2 separate regions of the Rattus norvegicus genome follow, and region 1 is linked to region 2. A link is a contact called in public Hi-C data. All regions are on one chromosome and are shown on one strand. The core of a region is the stretch at or near the end of the contact, and the rest is flanking DNA. Distances in the headings are between cores, read along the strand shown. Region 1 has its middle 28 kb from the start of Cimip1. Region 2 has its middle 61 kb from the start of Pmepa1.

What was found. A called contact is a pair of places that touch in the nucleus more often than the background predicts.
Region 1: a contact with region 2 is called in a Hi-C map of Schwann cells, with 4 times the contacts expected there. The contact joins two enhancer-like sites. A contact is called at or near these places in 6 of 12 Hi-C or Micro-C datasets (the A7r5 cell line, Schwann cells, hepatocytes and 2 more).

The regions. Positions count from the first base shown.
Region 1 is chr3:182,757,943-182,765,025 of GRCr8, reverse strand. No RefSeq gene overlaps it. Among named protein-coding and RNA genes, the nearest start is that of Cimip1, 28 kb to the right of the region's middle. Within about 2 kb of position 2,930, at least 4 of the 93 cell types and tissues checked have an H3K27ac peak or open chromatin away from gene starts, as enhancers often do. A contact at or near this core is called in Schwann cells, where this site is marked.
Region 2 is chr3:182,536,261-182,542,599 of GRCr8, reverse strand. No RefSeq gene overlaps it. Among named protein-coding and RNA genes, the nearest start is that of Pmepa1, 61 kb to the right of the region's middle. Within about 2 kb of position 4,834, at least 12 of the 93 cell types and tissues checked have an H3K27ac peak or open chromatin away from gene starts, as enhancers often do. A contact at or near this core is called in Schwann cells, where this site is marked.

The sequences.
Region 1 (7,083 bases), core at 1,681-4,180, 220 kb before region 2:
TTTAGGCATAATTTATATGCTTCCCCGGTGACGAGTCTTGGCCCATATAATTAGCTATAATGATAAATACAAATAAAATATGGGATAATATGCAGCCAATTACCCGTGCCAAAGCGATAATTCCATCTGTGGGGATGATAAACCACCGAGCGGCACGGTCCTGTGGGGTTGGCTCCCGGCACCGGAAATCGCCTGACAGCTGACCATAGGACTCGAGGTGCGGCAGTGTGGTGGCCTCTGAGGTTGCAGGGAGCCGGGGAGGTCAAGCTCCAGAGAGGCTGGGACAGTCTACCTCTCCTGGTGAAGCTCAAGGACAGGCCCACGATGCTTTACACAGCATCACCCTCCAGTGAGCACACGAGGGACGTAGGCCAGGCAGCTGAGCAGCGGGAGCCTGAGGCCTCGTCGTGAACAGCTTAGCTCTACACCCCAAGCAGTGATGCCACTGGGGTGACATTAGGGGAGGCAGGACTCTGTACCTTCTTGCTGTGAGGACCCTGTGGGACATGACTGATGGTCTCAGGATAAAGGAGAAAACAGGCTCAGAATCACTGGTTGCTGCTGTATGGGTTTGGTAGAGAGGAGGGGTCTGTGTGAAACTAGGCTGCTCTTAGCTATCCGGGACTCTCAACACTCCATCAAGTGGCTCTCCCCTGGCCATCCCAGAGAGCAGCTAGTGTGCCATAGGGCCTGTGGAAGGCAGGGAAGTAGCCCCAACGACCTCAGGGCCTGATCCCATTACTTGGGGGAAGTTGGACACAGGCGAGTCAAGAACCCAGAGATAGGGTGAGTGTCTGGGAAGGGGGGCCCTAATTTCATTGCAATGATTCTCGGAAGAGGGAAGAGAGGGAGATCTAGACAGACAGGAGGACAGAGTGACAACCCTAGGTGACAGGGATGATGAACCCAGGAATCCAGCAAGCCACACTGAGCACTGTGGCAGGAGTTGACTGTGGCAGGCTCCACCCCAGAGCTATAGGAAGAGCCTGCTGATGCCTGGTGTGGTGGTTTGAGTAGGTTTGGCCCCCACAGATGCATGCGTTTCAGTGCTTGGCCCCCATTAGGAGGTGTGGTCTTACTGGAGTAGGTGTGGTCCTTGTTGGAGGAAGTGCAAAGCCGTGAAGGCCGGCTTTGAGGTCTCTATGTTTAAGCTCCGTCAAGTGTGGAAGAAAGCCTCCTCCTGCTGCCTGTGGAAGACACTGCCCTTCTGCTGCCTTCCGACTCAGATGTAGACCTTTCAGCTCCTCTAGCACCAAGCGTGCCGTGCTTCCCGCCATGATAACGGACTGAACCTCCGAAACTGTAAGCCCCAATGAAATGTTTGCCTTTACGAGAGTTACCTGGGTTACAGTGTCTCTTCACCCTAACTAAGACACCCGCTTCAGGGTGCTGCCCCCGGGTTATGAGAGACAAGTTTTGCTGTCTTAAGCCTCCAATTGGCATTGCTTGTCACACAGCTGTGGGGCAGCCAGTCATGTGGTAACTGCTTAGAGCTACCTCGAGGGCCCCAACATTCCTTTCTGACATTGGAAGTCACTGTATTGGGTCTCTCTGCTGCTGTAACTATGTCATCGGCTCAGAGACTTGATAGGATCCGTGGCCTCATAGCTCTAGAGGAGGCCGCCTGGAAGCCCCACCAGAATTGGGCCTTGGCAATCCTCTGTCCTTTTCTAGAGGCTCCAGGGGACACCTCCTGTTGCCTATGACTCCTCTGATCCAAACAACTGCCGTCTTGGGGAGTTTGCTTGCCAAAGGTCATCTCAGCTGGGCTTGTCAGATGCCTGTCTACGCCATCCTCCTACAAAGGGACGAGGAGGGTTGTAAGCCCACCAGAGAGTCTCCAGCCACTTGCTCCACACCACACACTGTATCCGACTGTGTCCTAACTACACGAGGCCTTGGGGAGGGCACAGAGCATACAGGCCAAGTAGAATAGGAGCTATGGTACAGCTGTTGTCCCTGCTGGGTTAAGATTTCCCAGTGCAGCCTTTTCTGGGGTGTGTGGGGGGAGAATCACTCACACCTTTGTAGGTTACTCTTCATTCTATGCTCTGAGAAAGTCCAATAAACTCACCCAGAGTGAATTTTAGTGGAATGGTGTCTCCACTGATCCCTGGGGCCTCAGGAAGGAGGGGTTGCTTACGTGATCTCCTGGAAAAGAATTCTAGCAACGGCCCCATTCCCTGTCTGTTCCATTTTCTAGAGTCCTCTGTGGGGAGGAGAGGGATCCGTCTCCTGGTCAGGAGCACGAGGGGTTCAGATCCTGAGCCTATGAGAGTCCACAGGAGAGGAGGAGTGGGGAGGGGAGAGATGGACCAAGGAAGAGCCAAGGTTAGTATAAAGGAGGAGACATCATGCCTTGGACTCAAAAATATAAGGACATGCTGAACTGAAAAAAAAAAAAAAACAAAACCAAATACCTATCAACCCAAGCCACACCTGTAATCAAGATAAATGACATTTTAATGCAATTTTTAAAAATCAAAATGAATGCCAAAAAAATCTATGCAAACAAAATATCGGGGCTTTAAATAAAGACAGATGAATTACAGTGTTATGCTCAGCAGTATCGGAGCTGGAGGCAACGGGAAAAAAAATCAGTGAGAGGATCCCTTATTTACTGAAAACTTCAATGTTTTATACAACATGGAGATGTTTGTATTGACTCTAGGTGTTTTAAAAAGTTATTTGTACAGTACTGATTTTTCGTGCATCTGCCTTAATTTTCTACCCGTTTTTATCCCATGCTTGGTGGTAGATGGCAGACCAGGTGACCAGTTACCCAGCATTCCAGGGGCAGTGCCCTCCTGTGAGCGAGTGCTCAGCACCTGCTGCGCACGCAGCCAGAAGGGGGTTGGAGGAGGGCTCTCCTCAGCGGGACTCTGGCTCATGCAGTGTCACAAGTGTCCAGTAGGGGGCAGCATGGCACCTCAAGTCCAGCCTGGGCCAGGGGCATTCCGTTCCTAAGAAGGTGCCCAGACAAGAGAGGGAGGCAGAAGACTGCTGGAAACCCCTGCTCCGGGGGCGAGGGTTGGAGGTTGGGGTGGGGAACGGGGGTTGGGGGGGTGGGGAATGGGGGTTGGGGGATGGGGGCTCCAAGTTCTCTCATCCTAGTAAACTGTGCGGTTGTGTTGCATTTGAATTGAAAACGAACAGAACGAACACTGTGCTAGATTGAATGTTAATGCCACACGGGGCTCACCACAGCCACTCTGTCTGGACGGACCAGTCTTTGTGAATACAGGTTGGGGTGGGCTGGTCTCGGCCACACCCTGAGATGTGCTATTCTGCCACGCCTCTCTGCTCCACCTTGTCTTGTGTCAGTGGCGATGAGGAGCCCTGGAAGGTCTGGGGCATGCGTACCAAATTCCGGGCAAGCCCTCAACACAGCGCTTCCGCCACATAGCAAGCAGAGGGCAGGTGACATCACCCCGGGGTGCCCCTGTCCCTTCTGGGGTCATGATGGAGCACAGTGCTGTGGGCTTGGCTAGCCTCAGACTCCTGGGTCTTTCTCAATAACACACTTCCCCACTGAGTGACATGTTTGCCTCCCACAGGACATGCAGTCAGGGCACCCAGCTGTCACAGTGTTTGTGGGGTGCTGACTGTGGGCCAGGCACTGTGGAAAGGTTTGGTGGTGTTCACCTTTCCAGGGTCCTGTCTAACTGCAAGCCAGTGGGGACACAGGGCTGCTAGGCTGGGAGCCCAGGGTGACTGATAGGGGAGCAGAGGAACGAGTGAGGTTCAAGAATGAATTCCTCTCAGGTGATCCCTTAAGATAGACCCGTATGGCATGGACAACAGGGTGTTTGGGGAGCCAGGGTATGTTGCCCTGAAAGAGCGGCTCCCTCTTGGGTATCCCAACTCTGGGGAAGGACTTGGTTTTTATTCTTCGTTTTGTGCCGTTCACATTTTTCTCATTTTCTGCAGAAGGCAAGAGAGCACATCCTTTGAGAGTTTGAAGGGAAAATCATGAAAAGGTAAGATATTCGGGAGGGGGGACCCATTTAGACATAATCGATGAGTTCTTAGCAGGAGGCTGCAGGAAGGTTCTGGGACGACCTGTGGTTGACTGAGCTTGGCATCTGGGATCTGCCCCTGTCCCCACAGAAGCGACATAGCGGCCCCAAAGCTTCTGTTGCAGTGACCGACCACAAGATAGGAGTCCTGCTGACCTTCCTAAAGGGAAGCCTTACTGCTTTTGCATTTCCTCAGATAGGAAAATCGAGACCCAGAGATAAACAGTCCAAGGTCAAGAGCACAAAAGACTCAGAATTTGTCCAGAGCCAACTCTTGACACCCTTTGGGATGATGTCCCTTAGGGTTCCTTGTTACCCTCACCAGCTTCTCTCTGGGGACAGTCACTACTGACAAGCCAGGACCTTCGAGGTTAGAGGGCACAGTGACCTTCGAGGGATGAGATGAGACCCAGCTCCTAGATTTGTGTCTCCTTTCTCTGCCATCTCTGATGGGGAAACTGAAGCGCAAGGAGCCAAGCCACCACCTCTTCCTATAGTTAGTGTGGTTGGCTCCTGGCCCTGTTCCACATGGGTAGGTGTGTCTGACCCAGTCCTTGAAGTGCTGGCCTGCTGTGGAGACCCATGGGAAACCGTGAGCACCTTGGTGACCACACTACTCTAGCTCTTCTGTTCCTGAGGGATCCTCTACCCTCCAATCTGCCCAGTTCCCTCTGCTCATGATGGCCTCCATCCCCTGATACACTCTCAGCTCTACAGTGACCTCAGCAGGGGTCCTGAGGGGCTCCTCTTGCAGCTTCTGCCTTAGGGAGTGGTGCAGCTTGAGGCCCTCCCTCTTGGGGTCCATGACTGCTGGAGTATTGTCTTCATGGGGGGGGGGGGAGTAACTTGAGGGATGATTGGATGAGTGGACACAGGCCTGGCCTCCAGCCTCACTTACACAGGTGTCCCTCATGGGTCTGGGATGGCCTGGGTTCTCAGCTGTGGACTGAGGATCCTTCAATCGGCTGAAGGACGATGCTTGAACTCAAGGATAGGGCCTTGTCTCTCATAGCGAAGGGAGACACGTTGGGGGTCTTTGAGCTGTGCCTGGGACCTTTCCTTTCCTGGCAGATTGAAGATCTAGTCCTCCTCCTTCCTACCCAGTTGGAAATGACCCTGCCTAGGCTCAGGCCCCAGGTCCCATCACAGCAGAGGCCAGGGGTTGGCACATTGTCCAGGTCAAAGGGTTGAGCGTGTGAGCATGGTTCTAAGATCTCCCTTGCAGGCCAAGGGTGGGTGAGGGACATTAGAATGAAACCTGGGAGAGACTGGACTTGCTGTGCCTTCTTCAAGAGCCTCTCTCTGCAGGACATGGAGACAGCATGTGGTTGCCAGGCTTTGGCTGCTGGTTTAGGGCAGACCTGATCCTCCCAGTTTTGAGGCAAACCTGTATATGTGAGCCAGGCCCTGCATGTGTGATGGGACTGCCTCTTTGGTGAACAGAAGAGAGGATGCTGGGAATCAGGCAGGTAACCAGCCCTGGCAGGTGGGCTTCCTTTCTGGTCCCCCTCTCCCTTTGTGCAGTTCTACAAGGCAGACATAGTGAGGAAGGAGACAATGTGGAGGACTTGGGGGGTGGGGTGGGGTGGGGTGGGGAAGGTGACAGTGATGGCTGGCTTTTCTGTGGGTGTCTGGCTGGTGACCTTTTGGAGGAGTGGATTCAGAAGTGACTGCTGCTTGTCGAGGTGCAGTTCAGAGACATCAGATGGAGTCGCTACCTCTGTGAAAAATGTCAGGCCCCTGCTGTCCCTGGCTGTGGAAAGTGGATGCAGCAGGATCCAAGCTGAGATCTGACAGGCTTCTGAGGAAGTGTGTCCTCAGAAAAGGCTTGCATGTACCTATTTGTTGAGATGGTAACCGGTGACCTATTAGTGTGTGTGTGTGTGTGTGTGTGTGTGTGTGTGTGTGTGTGTGTGTAGATGTGCCTGTGTGTGTGCCTGTGTGTGTGTGTGCATGTGTGCCTGTGTGTGTGTGTGTGTGTCTGTGGTAACCAGTGACCTATTAGTGTGTGTGTGTGTGTGTGTGTGTGCGTGTGTGCATGTGTGCCTGTGGTAACCAGTGACCTATTAGTGTGTGTGTATGTGTGTGTGTGTGTGTGTGTGTGTGTGCCTGTGTGTGTGCGTGTGTGTCTGTGGTAACCAGTGACCTATTAGTGTGTGTGTGTGTGTGTGTGTGTGTGTGTGCATGTGTGCCTGTGGTAACCAGTGACCTATTAGTGTGTGTGTGTGTGTGTGTGTGTGTGTGTGTGTCTGTGGTAACCAGTGACCTATTAGTGTGTGTGTGTGTGCATGTGTGCCTGTGGTAACCTATTAGTGTATGAATATGTGCAAGTTTGCCTGCATGTGTGTGTGTATACCACTGTTCCTGTGCATATGCATGTGTGAATGTGTACATATGTGTGTACCTGTGCATGCCTGTGCGTGTGCACATGTGGGCCTGTGTGTGCACACTGCCTTTCTCCCTCCCTGGACTCCTTCATCAGGGTTTTATAGAATGGACAGAGTAGAAAACAAGGTTTCAACTATTTTCTTCCAAGAAATAATTTTGGGGAAACTATGACTGAGACAGTAAGAGAAAGGGACACCAGGTCGAGGTAGGGTCCCCGGGATTTGGTGACTCTTCAGAGCAGCATAACCTTTTGCTCAGTGGCAGCATCACCTGAGGTGCTGGCCCTTGGGTGCCAAGGCCCTGCTGCTCCAAGGGCAACCTCTGGCTTCTGCCCCCATGGCCCTTTGAATCTGTGCTGACCAAGTTCCGGGGGCCAGAATTTTATCACACGAGGATTTGTCACAGGCTCAGCTGCTGAAGCTTCAGTGTGGTCTCTTGTGCCTTGATGGGTTCTGCTTAAGCTCAGACTCCAGAGTCCCTCAGTGTGGAACAAACTCAGTTTCTTGAGTGATAGCTGGTATACAGCAAGTGCACATGTATACAGCAAGTGTGCATGGTATGCAGCAAGTGGCATAGGATACAAGATCATGTATACAAGACAGCATGGGATATAGCTAGTGTACATGGTACACAAGTGCTCATGGTACACAGCAAGTGCTTATGGTACACAGCAAAT
Region 2 (6,339 bases), core at 3,585-6,084:
AGGCTGTATGGGCTGATGCCTCCACTCTTTCCAACGTGTTTGGCTGGGAATAGGAGCGGCAGAGCCATGCTGATACAAGGCAAAGCTGAGATGCTGGCAAGTTCCCTCCTTCTGTGGGGTCCACAGGGAGCCACCGCCTTCAGCCGCAAGTCCTGTAGCCGCACCTTGCCAGTCTGACTTGCTTGGGCCCGGGGGGACACTATAACCCACAGGCTTCCCCTCTGATGACAGGATGACAGAGTTCCCACCTCACTAGTTCTTACCAGGGTACTGTGGCAGGCCTCAAGTCAGGGTTCTCTTGTCCCCTCCCCTGAACAATGGCTATTGGACAGGGGTTGAACTCTAATGCCAACAAGCTATTCTCTCTTTCCTTCTCTCCTCCTTTTCTGTCCCCTCCCCCAACCCACCCCCAGTCTCTTCTCTCTCCTCCCTTCCTCTCTCTCCTTTTCCCCTCTCTCTCCTCTCTCTACCCTCCCTCCTCTTTCCTCTTTCTCCTCTCTCCTCCCTCTCTCCTCTCTCTCTCCTTTTCTCTCTCTCTTTTTCTCTCTCTCCCTCTCCCTTCCTCCCTCTCTCCCCTTTCTCCCTCTCTCTCCTCTCTCTACCCTCCCTCTCTCCTTTTTCCTCTTTCTCTCTCCTCTCTCCTCTCTCTCTCTCTCTCTCTTCCTCTCTCTCTCTCCCTCTCCCCTTCTCCGTCTCTCCCCCCACTTCCCAGTTCTGTTCAAGTCTGTCTCTTTCCCTGAACTCACAGTTCTAGGGCCATGGGATGCTCCTAGTCACCTTGCCCTAGGCCAGGATACAGAAGGAGATACGACACCTTACCTAGATATGACACTTCTGAACCACACAACCTTAAAGGGTGCCATGGTGGCACGCATATCTTGGTGGTAACCAACATCTTTCTAATTGGACTTAAGTCACTAATCGGACCCATTCAACAAAAAGCAAATCATGCCTGGTTACTGGAAACCTAGTCAACTCTCCAGGGCTGGGGAAGTCTTGGATCCCAGAGAACCTGCAGGCACCGTTTTTACCAGCAGAATCCCCAACTATACTTTATATAACTGCCCTTATACCCACAGATAAGTGATGCCCTCGCCCTCATCAAGAAGGCTTCTCTTTGAAACAGATGGGCACCACTACAGAAAACCATGACTGGTCAAGAGGCAGAGCTGTGGAGCCCAGTCACAGTAAAGACGTCAACTGCACGGCTCCTGTACTCAAGGCTCTGGGAACACTGCAGAAGAGAGTAGAAAGATTTAAGAGCCAAAGGAACAGAAAGTTGGCTGCTTCGAGATTCTGTCTCCTAGAAATGCCAGAGTCTACACCTACAGTCCCACCGCCATGACTGCCTAACCTGAGCTGAAAAAGAACAGTAACAATAAACCTATAACATGGACCAGACCGTGAGGATAAGGAGTCAGGAGACATCAACCCTAGACAAAGAACCTCAGACAGCCAAGGAGTACAGAGAGCAGGGGAAATAGACTTCCCCAGGGAGAAGCACAGCGATTGGTAATTCAATGCCAACGGGTCAACCCTGAACACACACATACAAGGACATTATAGAAACCGGGCGGGTTGTAACTGTGTATTTGTATTCAGGTATGTAATGACATTTAAATAAACTAACGACGGTTAAAGAAAAAGATGCCATGAATTTGAGAGAGAGCTTTGGGGGGGTACATCGGAGGTTTGGAGGGAGTAAAGAAAAAGGAGAAATGATCTAACTATATTATAACCTCAAATCACTTTTAAAAATACATTTAATCTGGGCAGTAGAGCTCGTGCTTGTAGCCCCAGTGCTGGAGGGTGTTCTTGTTGGGTTTTTGTCACCTTGACACAAGCTTAAGTCCTCAGGGACGACGGAGCCTCAATTGAGAAAATGTCTCCATAAGACACAGCTGTAAGGCATTTTCTTAATCATTGATCAATGGGTAGGGCCCAGCCTTTTGTGGATGGTTCCCTCCTGGGCTGGTGTGGTCTTGGGTTCCCAAGCTGAGTAAGCCAGGGGGAGCAAGCCAGTTAGCACCATCCCTCCATGGCATCTGCACCAGCTCCTATCTCCAGCTTCTTTTTCCTGTCCTGACTTCCTTTTATTATGAACAGAAGTGCCAACCGAATAAACCCTTTCCTCCCTAACCTGCTTTCTGGTCATAGCGTTTTGTCCCAGCAACAGAAACCCTAAAACGGGCAGGAAGGCGGGTCCCTGAATTTCACTGACCAGCAAGCTTACTCAAAAAAGACAAGCCCCAGGTCCCAGTGAGAGACTGTTCCTCAAAAAATAAAGCAGGTAGCACCTGATGGGGTTGCCCTGTAGCTCCCTCTACACGGTAAAAGGCGATGGCCTTCTAAAATAATCTGACACTTCTCTAATGCCCCCACCCACCTCAGCAGCCAACCCGAGGCGCAGAGAGGCGAGGAACTGGCTACAGGGCACACAGCTTAAAAACAGTCAGGGATGGGTGAAGCTGCAGTCTCCTTCACTGACCCATAAGTGACAGCCGAACCTTCTCCACTTCCAGTCGAGAGAGAAATAAAACAAGACAGTCGGTGAGATGCCAGCCAGGACCCGTCCCTTGCTCCCTCTCCACTCCCAGCCCGCCGATTCTGAAAGCTAATTAGGAGTTTAATGGTCCCAGTTGCGCAGTCACGCGTTCTGACAGCGGTGCGGCTGGAAGAAGATGAAGCCCCCGTCCCAAGCAACCTTGTTTTTATTGACTTGTAAGCAGCTAAATTGTCTGGGAAAAGGCAGCGCACCAGCCAGTGCCTCTGGGGCTCCCTGCGACGTGGTGATATGCCCACAACTGGGACCTCTGCGGCGTCTGCTCAAGAACGCAAAGTAAATGAATCCCCCGAGCTGGGAGCCGCGCCAGGGGCTGCTGTGCCGGCTGCAGCCTGGAAATCCAGTTCTATCTGAATGCTCGCCCTGTCTAGACAAGGCGCCCGGCGGCCCAACATACTAAACTGCCGCGCTCTGTTCTACCGAGGCTGGTTAGAATTCTGTCTTCTATTCTTCAAGGCTTAGAGTGCAATTGTCCTTGTCAGGGAGGCACTGTGGCTTGTCTCTCATGTCTGCTAAAGTGTCCTGGGCTCTAAGGGTAGAGGGTTACATCGGTAGCTCTCCCCTGACAATTCTATGGGCCTCAGTTTCCCTATCCAGGAAATGGTTATGATATACTGAGCTCACAAGGTCCAAGAAAGAAAGAGAGGGGATAGAGGGGAGTGGTAGAGAAGAAGAGAGGTAGAGATGTAGAGATGTAGAGAGGGAGAGAGGGAGAGAGGGAGAGAGGGAGAGAGGGAAAGAGGAGGGAGAGAGGGAGAGAGGGAGGCAGTGACCAAACAGATACTGTGTCAGACCATATCGTGTCCTCAAACCAAAGCGTTTTAAGTGTTACTTTAGGTGAGGCTGCCTTACAAGGTGGCTGACCTAGGGTCATGCAGTACAGCAGGTGTCCTTAAGGAGGAGCCAGTGCTCAGGGAAGCTGGGGGGAAGAGACATACATCATGGGGATGTCATGTAAAGGCAGAGACAGGAGGCAAGGGCCTTGAGTCTGGACCTGCCCAGTCACCTGCAGGCCCTCAAGGACACTCCTTTAGAACCTCCAGAGGGCAGTGCCCTCCCAACATCTGGCTTCAGACGTCTGGCCTCTGGAGTTAGTTAAGTCATAAATTGTAGAGTCTTATTCCGTGACCCTGGGAGATTCAACAATCCCAGTAAAACAATGAAGTTCCTATGACCCTTTGCACCTAACAAAAACAGTTCTGCAGGATCTGGGAGGCGGCCTGGCCACCTGAGCAGGAGACTCAGCCGGCAGTAGCCCAGGCATTGTGCGGCCATGGTTGAAGAAGCACCGTCCACTCTAGCTGAGACACTCAGTTCTATCACAGCCTGACCTGCCCTTCCTCCCAGAGGCCTGAGTCTGCTCACTTCCACCCGATGTCCTGCTTCAGTCAAGTTCTGTCTTTCTGAGTTTTGTTGTCCGTCACAACCCTTCATCCAGGCCTCTTCCTCACACACTAATGGAGTGCCTACTGCGTGCCTAGTCCTACAAGCCAGGAGTGGACAAGACACCAGAGACGCCTTCTGGAAGCAGCAGCCTGTGATGAGGGAAGATGTAGAAGGGCCTGGGAACTGAGGTCTGGATGACTCGGCTAGGACCAAAAGACTGGGACTGAATTGGAAGCTAGCTCTGCAGAAGAACCAGAGGCATTTGCAAAGGCTGGGGGAGGGGCAAAAGAGCACCTCCTGGGGTGACAGCACACCCTCCTCCCTCCTCCCCAACATCCAGGAAGTCAGGTGGAAGAATGCATTGGCTTCACTGGGAGGTGGGTGGATGGCAGCCACTTCCTGGGCCCTCTGATCACACCCTGCCCAGCGCAGCGCGTAGCAGGAGGCTTGTCTGCATTCAAGTGTTCTTGCAGACTATGTGAGAGCCTGGGTAGGTCTGTCTCCTTTGTCCGCTGTCCCAACAGAGCCCTGACCCTGTCTGGCAGTGTCACTGCCCCAGTAGTCATGACACAGCGCGGCAATGAACCATAATAAGTTACACACATTTTGAGATTTTTGCTCTGAGACAGATCTCACTGTGTAAGCCTGGTTACCCTGGAATTTCCTGTGTGAATCAAGCTGGGCCTCAGAACCACAGAGAACCGTCTGTTTCTGCCTCCCGAGATTAAAAGCTGGACACCCCACCCAGCCTGCGTTACACGTGTTTTAATAGATAGGTATGTGTTTCTCATGTAGATCTGGGACATGTTAAGAACCAGACAGCAGAGACGCTCATGGCTTCCCAGAACCCTGAAGCTCCCTGGGGACCCTGATTTCAGTCTGCCGACACCAGCCATAATAGCTGACCATGACAGCACCCTCTTGGGGAGTGAGCCTAACCAATGCCAGGCACCCCGATGGGCCCAGCCCCCGCGACTGATTCCACAGGGGTTCAGCCCAGAGCCAAGGCAGGCCCATGGGAGCCAGCAAGTTTCCATCCCAGCCGAGGTCTCAAGGACCTGTAAGAGCACACTTTCCTCCTGCTGATTTGAGCTGTGGTGGTAACAAGCAGTTAGAGGTGTCACTCTGTGACAGGGCACCTGCTGAAGTAGAGGTCAACACTGGATGTGGATGGGAGGGGGAAGATCCCACCCAACCCTGCCACAGGTCTTGAATTTCCCAGGTACAGCAGGTCTCCATGAAGTCTTACTAACAAAGCCTCTTGGAGGAGTTGCAGGAGTGAGTCAGCTGAAGCTAACAAACAGAAGCCCAGAACCGCAGCACAACCTTCCTGATAAAATGGATAAGGAAGATTTCTACCTCCAAGTATCCCACAGGCCTCTCTCCATCAATCAGACATCTACCCCAAAGGTCTGAGGATCTGAGCTGTCTTAATGGGGCTGAGTGAATCCTGGGGTCAGTCTGCACTTGGGAAGCCTGGATGTGCACTTGAGAGACCCCTGAAGTCCACTCTGGCTTCCTTGTCCGTTACAATGCTGTTTCTCCCAGGCAAGCGCTCAACCTCACCTGCCTATCAGCCACAGCCCAGGCCGCAGCGGTGGCTGGGCAGGAGGAAACAGTCCAGAGGTCTGAGCCTGAGGTGGGGCGCAATTCCAGGGTGTCAGGAATTCCTGGGGAGTTCAACCACAGGGCAGAGAGCATAATGGCCTCCCTGGCCCCAGCTACAAGTTGGCTAGAGGGGAGGCTTGTCTTCCAGTGATGTGTTCATAAATCCAACCACAGCAACAGCCTTCCAGGCTTCTCTGGGGTCGTTTGCCTCTCTGATGTCACGCTTTTGGCTGGGTCTCAGGTCTGAACTGGCTTCCAGGCACAAAGGAGAAAAACAACTCTTTCTGAGCATCCTGACAGAGCCTGCTGCATGAATAAAAAGCCATTCCTGGGGTAGGAAACACCGCTGAGGATACCTCAGGAAAACTTGATACTTAGAGCTGTGACAGAGTCCTGTGCTTTTGATGTGATATCTCTGGGCCCTCTCCTGGCTCCTAAGGGCCAACACACAGAGAACTCTGTCTGGGCCGCTTACTCTCCTACTTTAACATTGTCCAAGTAAATCACTCAAACCGAGTGGTGCTGCACACCCGTAATCCCAGCATTAGGGAGGCAGAGGGGGCAGGGGCATGAGTTCAAGGTCATCCTCAGCTATATAGCAAGTTTGAAGCCAGCCTGGGCTACATGAAACCTTGTCCCAAAACAACAACAGTGGAATTCTGTCTCTCTGTCTCTCTGTCCCTCTGTCTCTGTCTCTCTCTGTGTCTCTGTCTCTCTGTGTCTCTGTCTCTCTATGGTTCTGTCTCTCTGTGATTCTGTCTCTCTGTGATTCTGTCTCTCTC